Linked DNA regions of Mus musculus: region 2 is linked to region 1. Evidence: chromatin contacts called from public HiChIP or PLAC-seq data. All regions are on one chromosome and are shown on one strand. Each heading gives the region's core, a stretch centred on a gene start, on an enhancer-like site or on the middle of the called end of the contact. The rest is flanking DNA. Distances are from core to core; before and after follow the strand shown. Region 1 has its middle 15 kb from the start of Cmtm4. Region 2 holds the start of Car7 (carbonic anhydrase 7).

Evidence for each region. HiChIP or PLAC-seq counts read pairs in DNA pulled down with a chosen protein or histone mark.
Region 2: a contact with region 1 is called in an H3K4me3 HiChIP or PLAC-seq map of embryonic stem cells, with 2.0 times the contacts expected there. The contact joins the promoter of Car7 here to the enhancer-like site in region 1. A contact is called at or near these places in 2 of 39 promoter capture datasets (the C10 cell line and macrophages), 1 of 484 Hi-C or Micro-C datasets (cerebral cortex), 4 of 115 datasets of contacts at active chromatin or transcription factors (embryonic forebrain and embryonic stem cells) and 3 of 9 other capture datasets (adipose tissue, embryonic stem cells and liver).

The regions. Positions count from the first base shown.
Region 1 is chr8:104,407,381-104,413,767 of GRCm38.p6, forward strand. No RefSeq gene overlaps it. Among named protein-coding and RNA genes, the nearest start is that of Cmtm4, 15 kb to the left of the region's middle. Within about 2 kb of position 3,456, at least 62 of the 459 cell types and tissues checked have an H3K27ac peak or open chromatin away from gene starts, as enhancers often do. A contact at or near this core is called in cerebral cortex and embryonic stem cells, where this site is marked.
Region 2 is chr8:104,537,144-104,543,530 of GRCm38.p6, forward strand. Car7 (carbonic anhydrase 7) reads left to right here and starts at 3,664. Exons shown (of 7, transcript NM_053070.3): 1 at 3,664-3,782; 2 at 6,267-6,387. The coding sequence starts at 3,743.

The DNA of each region.
Region 1 (6,387 bases), core at 2,206-4,705:
ATTTTTATTTTTTTAAAGATTATCATTAAAGCTATTGTGGCGAAGCACAGCTATAATCCTAGTACTTAGGAGGCTAAGGCAGGGGGATTACTGTGCGTTTGAGACCAGCCTAGAACAAATAACAAGATTCTGTCTCAGAAAAGGAAAAAGGTTTGGGCTGGAAAGATTGCTCATCGGTTACTGTGGTTGTCCCTCTGGCTCCTATAATCTGTCCTCCCCTTCTTCAGCAGGATTCCCTGAGCTCCACCTACTGATTGGCTGTGGGTCCCTGCCTCAGTTTCCATCAGTTGCTAGGTGAAGCTTCTGATGAGGGGTTGGGCTGTGCCTCGTCTTATTGCAGCTTGGTATACCATGTTTGGTTGATATCCCTGCTCTTTTCTTTCAGGGAAATGGAGGAAGAGTAGATCTGGTGGGGGCGGGGGTGGGGGTGGGGGTGGGGGAGGATGAGCGGGAGGGTCTGGGGGAAGAGGAGGGAGGGGAAACTGCAGTCAGGAGGTAATATGAGAGAAGGAAAAAGAAGAAAAAGAATACACACTGCTCTTGCAGAAGACTCAAGGTCAGTTCTTGTTGCCTTTGTCAGGTGACGCATGATCATCCAGCTCCAAGGGGATCCAAGGATACCTGTTCTCAAGTGCATATAACTCCCACACAGACACATACATAGAATTTAAAAAATAAATCTTGAAAAAAAAAATAAACCCGACCATTTATCATTAAACTGTCCGGGGCACAGGTCTGCAGTGTTCTTGGGAAGCTGAGACAGCGAGACGATACATTTGAGGCATGCCTAGGCTAGAAAGTGAGTTCGAAGCCAGCCAGGGTAACTGAGTCCTTGTCTCAAAATGAAAAGTAGAGGGAGCTGAAGATGTAGCTCAGTGGTAGAATGGTTTGTGGGGGATGCACAAAGCTCCAGGTTAGATTCCCAACATCGGAAGAAAGTGTGAATCCCAAAACACAGTTACCAGCATGGAGCATGAACCAGGCGGGTGAGAAAGTTTAGATTTGATGTCTGAAGACTGACTACTTCATTGGAAGTGACTCTGCTTTCCAAAGGCTTTTCAGAGGAGGAGGCTACCAGTATAACATCCTTGTGTCGGAAAGATTCAAGTCTCTTCTGTGGCAGCATCACATGCCTCCAGCAACTTTCCCATGTGACTTGAGGAGGGGCCAGGATCTGGAGAATTCCAGGCAGGAGTGGTTGGTTTAAGGGTTAGAGCTAACTGCTGTTTCTGTTAAAAAAAAAAAAAAATGTCCCTTTGGCCAGAAAAATGCTTTCCGAGGCTTCTCTAAAAATAGTGCTTGCTGGGATTTTCCAGTTTGACATTCCTTCTGTGACCAAGGACAACTCAACCCAACCCATCCTGTACCCCTTATCGGTTTCCAGTGACATCCCACCACTGGGAGATGCCACTATTTGTGTCCCCAGGTGCCTTCATAGCCTGCTGGCATTTGGTGCTGTCAGGGGAATTCTGGTTGCCTTCCTCCTTCTCCTGGGCAAAGGCTAGAAATGTGGCCACAAGGAAAAGTGCAAAACTGACTTTGTTTATCCCCAAGACTGGTGTCCTGTGGGCCAAATGGTGACTCATCCAGCCATGGGAGCCTCAGGAAGCCATTGAGGTAACCAGCAGGAGACACCCACAGCCCGGCATGTGCTGGTGGCTCGCTCACCCCAAGCGCCAGGCTATGTACTGGGACCAATAGGCTCTTGCATGAGAACCAGGTTTGGGGAATAACGGTGTAATCTTAGTGATCCCGCTCAGCATCCAATCATGTTGCTAATGACAGGGCTCCCCTCCATGTTCTGGAACAAGGAGGCCCACCCAGGAAGAATGAAATAGAAAGACCCTTCCTTCCACAGTATGGGCTGAGTACATGATATGATCTGAACTGATGAGAAGCCGACCCTGGCTGGCGGCTTTCTCTAGAATGTACAGGTTCTCAAACTGCCATGTTCGCTGGACTGATTCTAGGGGCAGATTCTCAGCAACCCCACATCCCTGGATCATAGGATGCTGGGGACGAAGGTGGCAAAAGGAAGCAGCTGCCTGAAAAATCTGTGGCAATCCAAGGCTACTACAACTGTGCACTTAAGAGTGAGAAAACTTGGAATTTTCTTCCTCTCATTTCTTCTTCTCCCCTCCCCATCCTCCATACCCCTTCTTCCTCCTTCCTCTGGCCCTTTCCTCCTGTGTTGGGAACTGAACCCAAGACCTTGTGTATAGTAAGGCAGCTGCCTTGCTTGGTACATATGGCCTTTGCTGCTCCTTCATGGCCCTTTCAGTGTAGGATGCTAAGGTAGCTCCACACGTTTATGCCTAATTGCCTTCCTGCCTGAGTTCACACTGGCTGGCTTCATTCCAGTCCACCACCACAGGGTTCACTGCAGTTTGCCCTCTTTTGATTACCCATCCCACCCTCTCCCTCCTCTGGCCCTGAGAGAGATGCCTGATCATCCTGCGTGAGTTTGCTGGCCCACTGTCTCTATAGAGCACACTTTCCCATCCTCACTGCCACACCCTCATCATTATATGGATGTCCGTCACATGGCTGGCTCTCCCCTCTCTGGATCACACACCCATATCTGGCTGTACTACATACATGTGCACACCCTGACAAAAGCAACCTAAGTTTATTTCAACTTACAGTGTAAGGGTTGATAGTCCATCACGGCAAGTTATCCCTAGCAATGAACTGGAGGCCACTGATCAAGGTAGCAGAGAAAAATGGCTGCAAGCGATCAGCTTTCTTCTCCTTCTCTTTCCTTCTCCTCCTCCTCCTCCTCCTTCTTCTTCTTTTTTGTTTTGGTTTTTCAAGACAGGGTTTCTCCGTGTAGCCCTGGGTGTCCTGGAACTCCAGTTCAGGCTGGCCTTGAACTCAGAAATCTGCCTGCCTCTGCCTCCCAACTGCTGGGATTAAAGGTGTGTGCCACCACTGCCCCAGCCTTCCTTTTTTAAAAAATTAATTAATTAATCTATCTATCTATCTATCTATCTATCTATCTATCTATCTATCTATCTATCTATTATATGTAAGTACATTGTAGCTGTCTTCAGACACTCCAGAAGAGGGAGTCAGATCTCGTTACGGATGGTTGTAAGCCACCATGTGGTTGCTGGGATTTGAACTCTGGACCTTCGGAAGAGCAGTCGGGTGCTCTAACCCACTGAGCCATCTCACCAGCCCTTTTTTTTTAATAAAAAAAAAAATTCTTCTACTATTTTATTGTGTGTGCGGGTGTTTTGGCCTCATGTATGTAAGCATAGCACATGCATGCATTGTGCCCACAGAAGCCAGAAGAGGGTGTTGGATCGCCCTGGAACTAGAGTTACAGATGGTTGTGAGCTGCCACATGGGTTCTGCCAACCGAACTTGGTCCTTTGGAGATGCAGCCATGCAGCCAGTACCCTGCTGAGCCATCTCGCCACCCACACTCCCATCCCCACCTCCCTTTTTTCCTTTATGACTAGATCTCTCACTATGCAGTCCTGGTTAGCCTGGTTAGTCATACTGCAGAGCAGGCAGACCTCAAATTCCTGTGATTTCCTTGCCTCTGCCTCCTGAGGGTTAAAAGCATATGCCAGTAGATCCTGTAGCTTTCTTTTTTATGCAAACCAGTTCTCCAGCCCAGGGAACAGTACTGCACACATTCAGGATGGGCCGTTCCCATCTCAATTAACCTAATAAAGATAATCCCTTACAGGCACATCAGAGGCTTGTCTCCTTAGCGATTCTAGATCCCATCAAATTGGCAGTATTCATCATCGCATCCTGAATCAGGTCAACTCCGTGGCTTTGTCCTTCTCAGCTTGTTTCAGCTCTGAAGTCTTGCAGGAGGGTGCTTCTTTTTCCTATGGCAGTGGCTAACACTCTATGCCAGGCCTTCCACTCCCAAACACAGGAAATGGCTTTTCACCTACTGAAGTCTCAAACACCTGCTCCAGGGCTCCACAGTTTCCCATCATACCCACAGGTAGCCATCTCCCATGCACCACCCGACGAAAGGCCTTAGGACCAAATTGTTGTGGGGGGTGAGGGGGGAGAAGGGACCTGTAAAGATTCTAGCTTTCGAGTGTGGGAGTTATGGAGTTTACTTGTAGCCTCAGAGACCTTGGTCTCAGTCTGGACTGAGTGGGCTCCATGTTCACCTTTCTATTACTAGCATCTTAAGTATCTGCAGCCCGGGTCCATGAGTCCTTGGAAGGTGACCATAGCTCCCCAGAGAGGCAGGAAGGAGGCACAGGACTACATATATATCCACATATCCAGATGCCCACGCATGCAGATGGCAGAGAGCTGCCTTGCCCATGAAAGCAGGCAGTTGCCCAGGTGATGGATCTTGTGATTCGCTGAGAGCCTATCTTCCCTAAAATAGCTATCTTTGCTCAGTCTGAACTAGCAATTTATTTCTTCAGTTTTAAGGCCTGGTATTTGACATTGTTCAGCCTGGGATAGAAAGCATGCAACCTAGGGAGAAGGCCATATCAAAGAGACATTGAGATTCATGTCCCCAGCTCTGCTCCTGTGTGATCCTGGCCAGTGACTTCCTCCCTGGCTCTTTGTCACCATCTCTAAGCCCTTTCAAAAGTTCTGACCTGTGTCCTTGACACACATTTCAGGACACTGTGCATTGCTAGGATACTTAGGGTCTCCCTGAGTGGCAGGTGAGATTTTCTCTTCTTTGGAGGATGACACTCACCAGAAGCCAAGGGACTTCCCCAAACCACTCAACTGTCAACTTCTGGGGCCAAGACTCACACTCAAGTCTGGGTCCGTGACTGAGGCAGTCCAGGTGTCCAGGCTGCAGCTGTGGGCTAGTTTTCCTTTCCTGCAGCTGTCCCAGTCTGGCCAAATCCCATGAGGGTTCCGAAGGCAGTGGGAACTATCTGGCAGAGCAGCTAAATGGAGACTGTGTTGGGTGACCAAGGCCTGCGGCCACCTGCAGATAAATGTTTACCTCACTTTCCTCTGTGCCTAGGTCAGAGCTACTGGTGGGCACTGGTGAGTTCAGTTGCTCTTGTGGCAAAAATTCGACTGTCTTAACTATTGCACAAGAAAAGAAAGGAGGGCAGAAAAAAAAAAGTTTAAGTCAAAGAAGGTGCTATCACCACAATCCAAATTTGAAACTTGGTTTTTTGTTTTTTGTTTTTGTTTGTTTTGTTTTTCCAAGACAGAGTTTCTCTGTGTAGCCCTGGCTGTCCTGGAACTCACTCTATAGACCAGGCTGGCCTTGAACTCAGAAATCCGCCTGCCTCTACCTCCCAAGTGCTGGGATTAAAGGTGTGCGCCACCACCGCCCGGCCAAATTTGAAACTTGAGAGGACCACAGACCTAGCTGGAGCCCTGCGCTCTGAAGGCAAATGTTCTGGGGACCCATTTAGCCCATTCTGCAGAACCTGGGGGATGAGAGGGAAGCACTACACTTAGGCTGTTCTGAACAGTTCATGCTACCCAGTCACTCACAAGGCAAATCTAAACAAAAGCCTGTTGAAGGCCGTGAACTCCAGTGTCCTCCAACCCTGCATGATGCTCTCCAGAACACACTTGGAGAAGGGTAGGCTGGAGTCTTGCAAGCAGGAATAGTAGGCAGTTAGGATTGGAGGATTTTATTCCTGGGCTGTCTTGAGTTGTTGCACAGCAAACCAGATATCAGGGTTGTTCATCCCCCCACCCCCACCCCCTTGGGACTGTTGGGAGAGAGATGTTCTCTGGGGACACAAAACCACTTTTTAAAATACCTTCACAACATGCACAAATTTCTGGTGTTCAGGATTTAAAACGCTGAAGTTATTTATTTGCAGCTATTTCTCATTTCCTATAAACACCCAAGAATTAGAATTTCAGGCTAGTGTTTGTCAGATGAGTCTGAATAGGGTCAGGAATGGGTTCACGGTAGAATGGTGCCAAGTATTTAAAATATCAAGGACATGGACATAGTAACATGACACAGGCTGCTGACAGTTGCTCAGAGGCACCCCCGCTCTCTAACATAAATTACTGTCTTAAAAAGGAACGGAATTTTAAGTTGTTGAATCCTTCCCAAAACAAAAGTCTAAACGTGTTTGCCTTTCTAAAACCCTAGACTTTTAGGAATGGGAATTCCGTTCTATCCATGAGATGGGTTCTATTAGATGTCACAGGAAGAAAAGCTAGGCAAGCTTCCACCAGTTATATTCCTAATGATTCACATATTCTTTCCATCATTTATTCACTATGCATCCTGATTGTAGCTTCTCTTCCTGTACCCTCCCCCCGCCCCCCCCCCCCACAGCCCCTCTCTCCATCCCTCATCCCCTTCTCTGAGGAGGAGTTGCCCCCAGTACCAACCCACCCTGGCACCTCAAGCCACTGCAGGGCTAGGCGCATCCTCTCCCACTAAGGCTGGACAAG
Region 2 (6,387 bases), core at 2,414-4,913, 130 kb after region 1:
ATCTGACCACCCCTTCAGCCTCCCAGGCTCTCTAATCCTATCTTATAGATTAATAACTAAAGGAAGTGCAAATTCAGATGTGAAGAGGGGAAGCTGTTTGCTCCAGGTCACACAGCCAGTGATCCTGGGAGTGTGAACAGCATCTATCTGGCCTATCTCTGTCTGCAAATCCAGGCTCATTATTTCACACCATATGTATACACATACACTCAAACTTGAAGTGGAACTGTATGTGGTGTGTGTGTGTGTGTGTGTGTGTGTGTGTGTGTGTGTTGCTAGGGATCAAATCTAAGAACTTCTTTTTAGTACTAAAAGTAAGGATTCCAGCCTAGCCCACAAGTCCTCTATATATAGCAAGGAGTGAGGTGGAGGCATTGTTCTGCCTGTCGGTGTGGAACTGGACATCTGCTGTTTCAATATGTGTCCACAGAGATCCCTGAAAGATGGGCAAATTTGGGGCAACCCCTCACTCTCTTTTAGAGCCAAACCACTGTACTTTGGAGAAGGAAAGTGAGACCTGGTCAAGGTTATGTGACAAGTGAGACATGGCTTTACAAGCTGCCCACACTCTCTCCCTTCAGCCCTCTCTCATCCTCCCACATCCCTTATCCCCTGTACCACTGATGTCTTTGAGACCAAAAAGTAAACTCTTAAGCAAAGAAATCAATTCAGCTTTAAAGAGAGCACGTAACTGAACCTGGAGGTGTCCCGATGGGGGACAGTCTCCCCCTAGTTGATCTGAGTGGGCTGCTGGGGCCACTGGGGTTTCACTTGAAAGGACAGATGTCATTCTCATACTTGCCTAAAGTCCCAGCACTAGCAGAAAATTACTGGGAATGGCAGCAGAAGAGAAAGAATTGGATCTTTCGCTTGGTGTAATACATTGTATATACGCTAATCCTTTCAGGCACAGAGAAGGAATTCATAAATGTTCTTTCCACTGTAATTTTGTATCCCCCTCCACCCTTCTCATCTCCAGTCTCCTCCCTAGAATCTACACAATGTTCTCCCTTGCATATGCCCATACAAATGAGAAACAAATGTGAAATCCACTTTCCCCCTTGCTGTGATTTCAAAGGGCGGGAGTGAGGAACCCAGCAGCTGGGATCTTCATCTCTGCTGTCATTCACTGTGTATCTTTGTCCCACATCACTCAACTCTGAGCCTTGCTATCCTCATCTGCAAAATGGGCTGTAAATCTCTCTCCCAGGGGTACTATGCAGATGATACCGAATGCATGTTGATGTGAAGAATTCCAGTTTTCTTCCTTTTTTTTTTTTTTTAACTTTTCTTTTAGTATGAGTGTTTTGCCTGCATGTATGTCTGCGCACCATTTGCATGTCTGGTGCCAGAGGAAGCCAGAAGAGGGTGTCAGGTTACTTGGAATTGGAGTGACAGAGAGTTTCGAGCCACCATGTGAGAGTAATGGATCTGACCTGGGCTCTTTTCGAGAGCCACACGTGTTCTTAACTGCTGATTCATTTCTCTAGCCCCCTGCCTCCAACTTTATTCTTTTTAAAGACGATTTCATTTTACTTCGTTTCATATTTTGTGTGTGAGTATTTTGCCTCCAAGTATGTGTATATATACACTTGCTTGTCTGGTGCCTGAAAGAGTCAGAAGAGGATGTTGGATCTCCAAACTGAGTTAGAGACAGTTGTGAGCTACCACGTCAGAGCTGGGGACCAAACCCAGGTCCTGGGCAAGCATGAGTGTTCTTAACTACTGAGCCATCCAGCCACCCACTTTATTCTTTAATTATTATAAATACATATAGAAAAGGTCTCAATTACTGTGAAGAGGAAGGGACGACAGATGCCAATCTGTACCATCCAAAGATCCTGAAGGGCACTGTAGCTCTTTCAGGGGAAGAGTATCCGATTCACCGCAGGCAACAGAACTCTACATGTGCCCTGAAGGCAACTGCCTTGCCAAACTGTGGGTGGTGTTTCTGGCTTGGAGATCTGGAGCTTCAGTAATGTTGGAATTGCCAGATGTGAGGACACACGCCTTTAATCCCAGCACTTGGGAGACAGAGGCAGACAGATCTTTGAGTTGAAGTCTAACCTGGTCCACAGAGCCAGTTCCAGGACAGCCAGGGTTACAGAGAGACACTGTGTCTCAAACAAACAGCAAACAAATATTGTAGGAATCTCTATGGTTGCTGATCACCCCCTATACCTGGAGCTTGAGTCTTCTACTCCTACCCTGAAGTCAGATCTGTATGGAGAGCCCCTTTCTGCTCTTGGGTCAAAGAGGGCAACTTTCCAGGACTAGCAAATCACTGAGGTCAGCTCAGCTGACGAGCTATCCATTAATGAAATATCTTTATCTAGGGACCTGGAAGAGGAAATTGAGAGAGTCAGACATGTAGGGGAGCCAGGTAGATGAGATGAAAGGTCAGCCAAGAGCAGAAACGAAAACAGCAGCCCCTAGTCAATGTCTGACCAGCAGAGAGATTTTACAAATGGTTCATCAGCTCTTCTTGGGCATAGGGCCCTGGGTGCAATTATTTGTCTGTCCTTCCATCTACCCATCTGTTAATCTTCCCCAAACTGTCTGCCGAGGCCTAGCCAGAAACAGCCTTATCCTTGGCGCAAGGCCACATGTTAAGATGAATCAGATTGGGCCTAGTGGAGCCAGTGGGTGGAAGACAGAAGACATACCAAGAAGAGGGTACAGCAAGGACCAGGCCTGGTGGATGGGGAAAGGTTGGGTCAAGGCAGATGTTAAGATACCTTGACTACAAAGGGGAGGGCCTAAGTGCCCAGCAGGTGCATTGATGGTTATGCAGAGAGAAGGCACAAATAGCAGGCTTTAGCAAGGCAAGCAGAAAGTCCCTGAAGGAGGGAGGCTCCAGAGAATAAGAGAGAGGCTGGGAGGCAAGACTTCATGTGCGATTCCACTAGAATGTCTTTAGTGAGTCTAGCCTCCTTCCAGTTCACTGGTTGATGTCGTTATTTTCTGCTTCTACTTCAAGGCTCTATTTACCCTCGGGCCAAGGGTTTAAGATTGCCAATCCTATGCCTACTTCCCACATCTACTCCAAGATGCCCAGACCCTCATATCCACAGGATCCCCTTGTCCTTATAGCTTCTGAAATGAGACAGACTGGGAGCAAACGACGGGCGCTCCAGCTAGCTGATGTTGAGCAAGTCATCCTACCTTCCCTGCCTCTGTCCCCTATTTTGTTATACAGCAGCAGTATAGATAGGCACTGTGGAAGGACCCAAAGCTTGACCCAACCCCATCAAGGCATCTGGAAACAGGCTAAGCTTCAGTTCTGGCCACTTGCTGGTCAGTGGAGCAGGGAACCTGGGGACCCAACATCCAGGTCTTCAGTGATGGACAAGCCTCGGGTGGAGGATACAGTGTGAAATCCTCTAGTTCTCAGCGTGGGTGGGTATCTCCTGCCCCAGAGTTCATATATGTGTTGGCAAAAAAGGGAGGAGGGTGGTGGGGACCCAGAACCGATACGAGATGAGGAATAGGCTTATCTCTTCATGACCTCCTATCTCGACCTGAGACTTCACCGGCCAGTGGGCGGGTGGGGGCAGGGCAGGACCAGCCTTTTCGGCTCTGTTGGGGGGTGGGGGCGGGTCCCTGGGGAACCGCTCCTCCCGCCCGCCGCCACTTTAAGAGGCTGCTCCACCGCGGCAAGCCGGGCCGTAGCCGGAGCCGCAGACAGAGCGAGCGGACAGAACGGAGCCGGCAGGTGCAGAGCCGCGGGGACAGCAGCGGCATGACCGGCCACCACTGTTGGGGCTACGGCCAGGACGACGGTAGGCGCAGACCCCTGGTTCTCACCCAGCTGGACTCACTGCGACCCGCGCGTCGGACCAGCTTTTCGGAACCCGCAAGCCCTACGCTCCAGAACCCACCCGGACCTCTCTCTTGTAGTCCCCAGAACCCAACCCCTGCCCTGCTTCCTCTGCTCTGGGCGCAAAGTCCGTGCTGCGCCCCGGGCCCTCCCGCGAACCACTGGGTAGCTGAGCGCGTCCTGCCGCCGCCTCCGCGCAGCGCGGGACTGCAGCGCTGGCTCCCACCCGGCCCCGCACTCTCTCTCCCCCGGCGTGCGCAGCGCTTGCAGGTGGCTTAGGGCGACGGGGGCGGGAGGGGGTGGCCGAGTCGCAGCGCCGTGCGCGGGTGTCTTTGCGGGGAGCGCGCACAACGGATATGCAGGGACCTCCCTGGAGCTGGGCTCCGTGTCCCCAAGAGAGTTTCCCCATTGGAGTGTCCGAGCTGCGGTGCAGACTGGTACGCGAGGAAAGAGGGAGGGCACTTCGGGACACAATGGGAACGTCTGGGTGTCCACACCCGGGAGAGTGTTTCAGCTCGTCCTAAGTGAGTGGGGCCATGGGTGCTGGGTCTGGCCTGGAGGACCGCTCCTCCATTCTGCCTCAGTTTCCTCGGCATACAGAGAGAGTATGGAAGAAGCCGGTGAGCCAGACAGCTTGAGTGTGAGTCTGGGGCAGGTCAGCTCCTTTTGGGTGTGTTTCTTGCCAAGAAGAGATAGGGTGTGAGGGCAAGGAAGGGCTTCTCCATTTCTCAGAGAAGGATGATCACCCATGATTCTGATAGAAGGGGAACCTAGGCAGGACAAGTGGAGTGGGGAGTAAGGGCTGGAGGGATACTATCCCCCGAGTCACGCTTTTTCCACGGATTGTCACTGTGAGAGAGAGAGAGCGCGAATGTCCTGGGCTATTTATTGTCTGTGGTAGGAAGTTGCAACTGACCAGAGGGAATCCCATACTTGCTGCAGATTCTGCCCTCTCTGGGACTCTCAAAGACTAATGACCATGTTTTTGGAAGGACAACCTTAGATTTGGGCATACTAGACTGAACAGAGACATTCAGGGTCAAAGGAGATGACAGAGACCGGCAGAGATGGTGAGAGAGGCATAGAAAAGCTGGGTTAATAAAAGACCATCTTCTGTCTGCAATGCACTGGATCCGCTTTTAAGTGCCGCCCCGCCGCCCCCATAGTCCCAGTGCCCGTCCCTAACCTTTCTACTAGCCCTGTCCTCTAGCTCTGTGCTTCGAGCATCCTGAACAGCTTGTTCTCCTCAGGCACCTACCCCTCACGCAGTCAGACCTGGGCGGTCCAGCTCACGAAAGGGAAGGACAGAGGACAGAGGTGCCCAAATGCGGCATCGCTCACAGGGCTTCAAAAATAACCCAGTAAGGCTGGGCCACCATTCTGAGTCATCCATTGGGGACACGGCTCTGTCGGCGGCACCTGCTGCTGTTTTCTCGGGAAAACTTAAGAAGCCAAAAAGGGGGAGAAGCACCAGCCGGCAGTAGCTCTAAAAATAGGCTGCCTCTCAGGATGTTCCCCAGGGAGATGCTGAGCCTCCCCACTGCAGATGGAATCTCTGGGAGGCAGGTGGTGGGTGCCTGTGGGTGTGTATGCAGGTGTGTGTGTGTGTGTATACATACATGCATTCCTGGGAATATGTGTGCATGGGTATGTGGTCTGCTGTGGTCCCTTCATTGGGATTCCAATAGAAGGTTATATGTATGAGGGTGCATATGTGTCAGATGTAATCAGCAGGCCTGGGGGTGCTGTGCAGGGGGAGCTTGGCCCTTCAAGATCTGCTGAGTCCAGGTCACTGCACATGCATACATATATGTATGGACACAAGAAGATCTATACAGACGTGTCAGCACATGTTTGGAGAAGACAGGTAGAGGCAGTCCATGCACATGCTATATGTTTATACCCACGCATGTGACATGCTGTGTGCTTATACTGGTGCATATATGCACATGTGAGCATGCATGGCTGACCCCCAGTTTCTCATTTATGACATGAACCCCATGCTGCTTTCTACCCCATAAAATTCTGGTTGCAAGGAGAAAGCATGTCCCCTACTAAAAGCCAGGCTGATGAGAGTTTTTTATTATTCCAAGTGCCAAGTTTACTAAGTTCCTTGGGGTACAGGAAGAGGCTAAATTGCTCATAGGGTTAGATAAAATAGCGTGGCTTCAGATGCCCAAGGGCCTCCCTGAGTGTTTGCTGGGGGTTGGATAGAGTTACTATCTGGAACTACCTCTGAGTTGATGGCCTACAGTGCTTCTCTGGGCTCCTGTCAATGCTGGGGAAGGGAATGGGAGGGGTTTGGAAGCTGTTTCCCAGACAAGGTAATGGCGGGTAAATGAAGACATGAAAGGTGGGATTAGGATTCGGGTTTGTGTCCCCCCAGAGCTTGGCTTGTCTCCCAGAGCTTGACTCGCCTGAGTCCTTGACCACTCTCTATCTATAGGCCCTTCAAATTGGCACAAGCTGTATCCCATTGCCCAGGGAGACCGCCAGTCACCCATCAATATCATATCCAGCCAGGCTGTGTACTCGCCCAGCCTGCAGCCACTGGAACTTTTCTATGA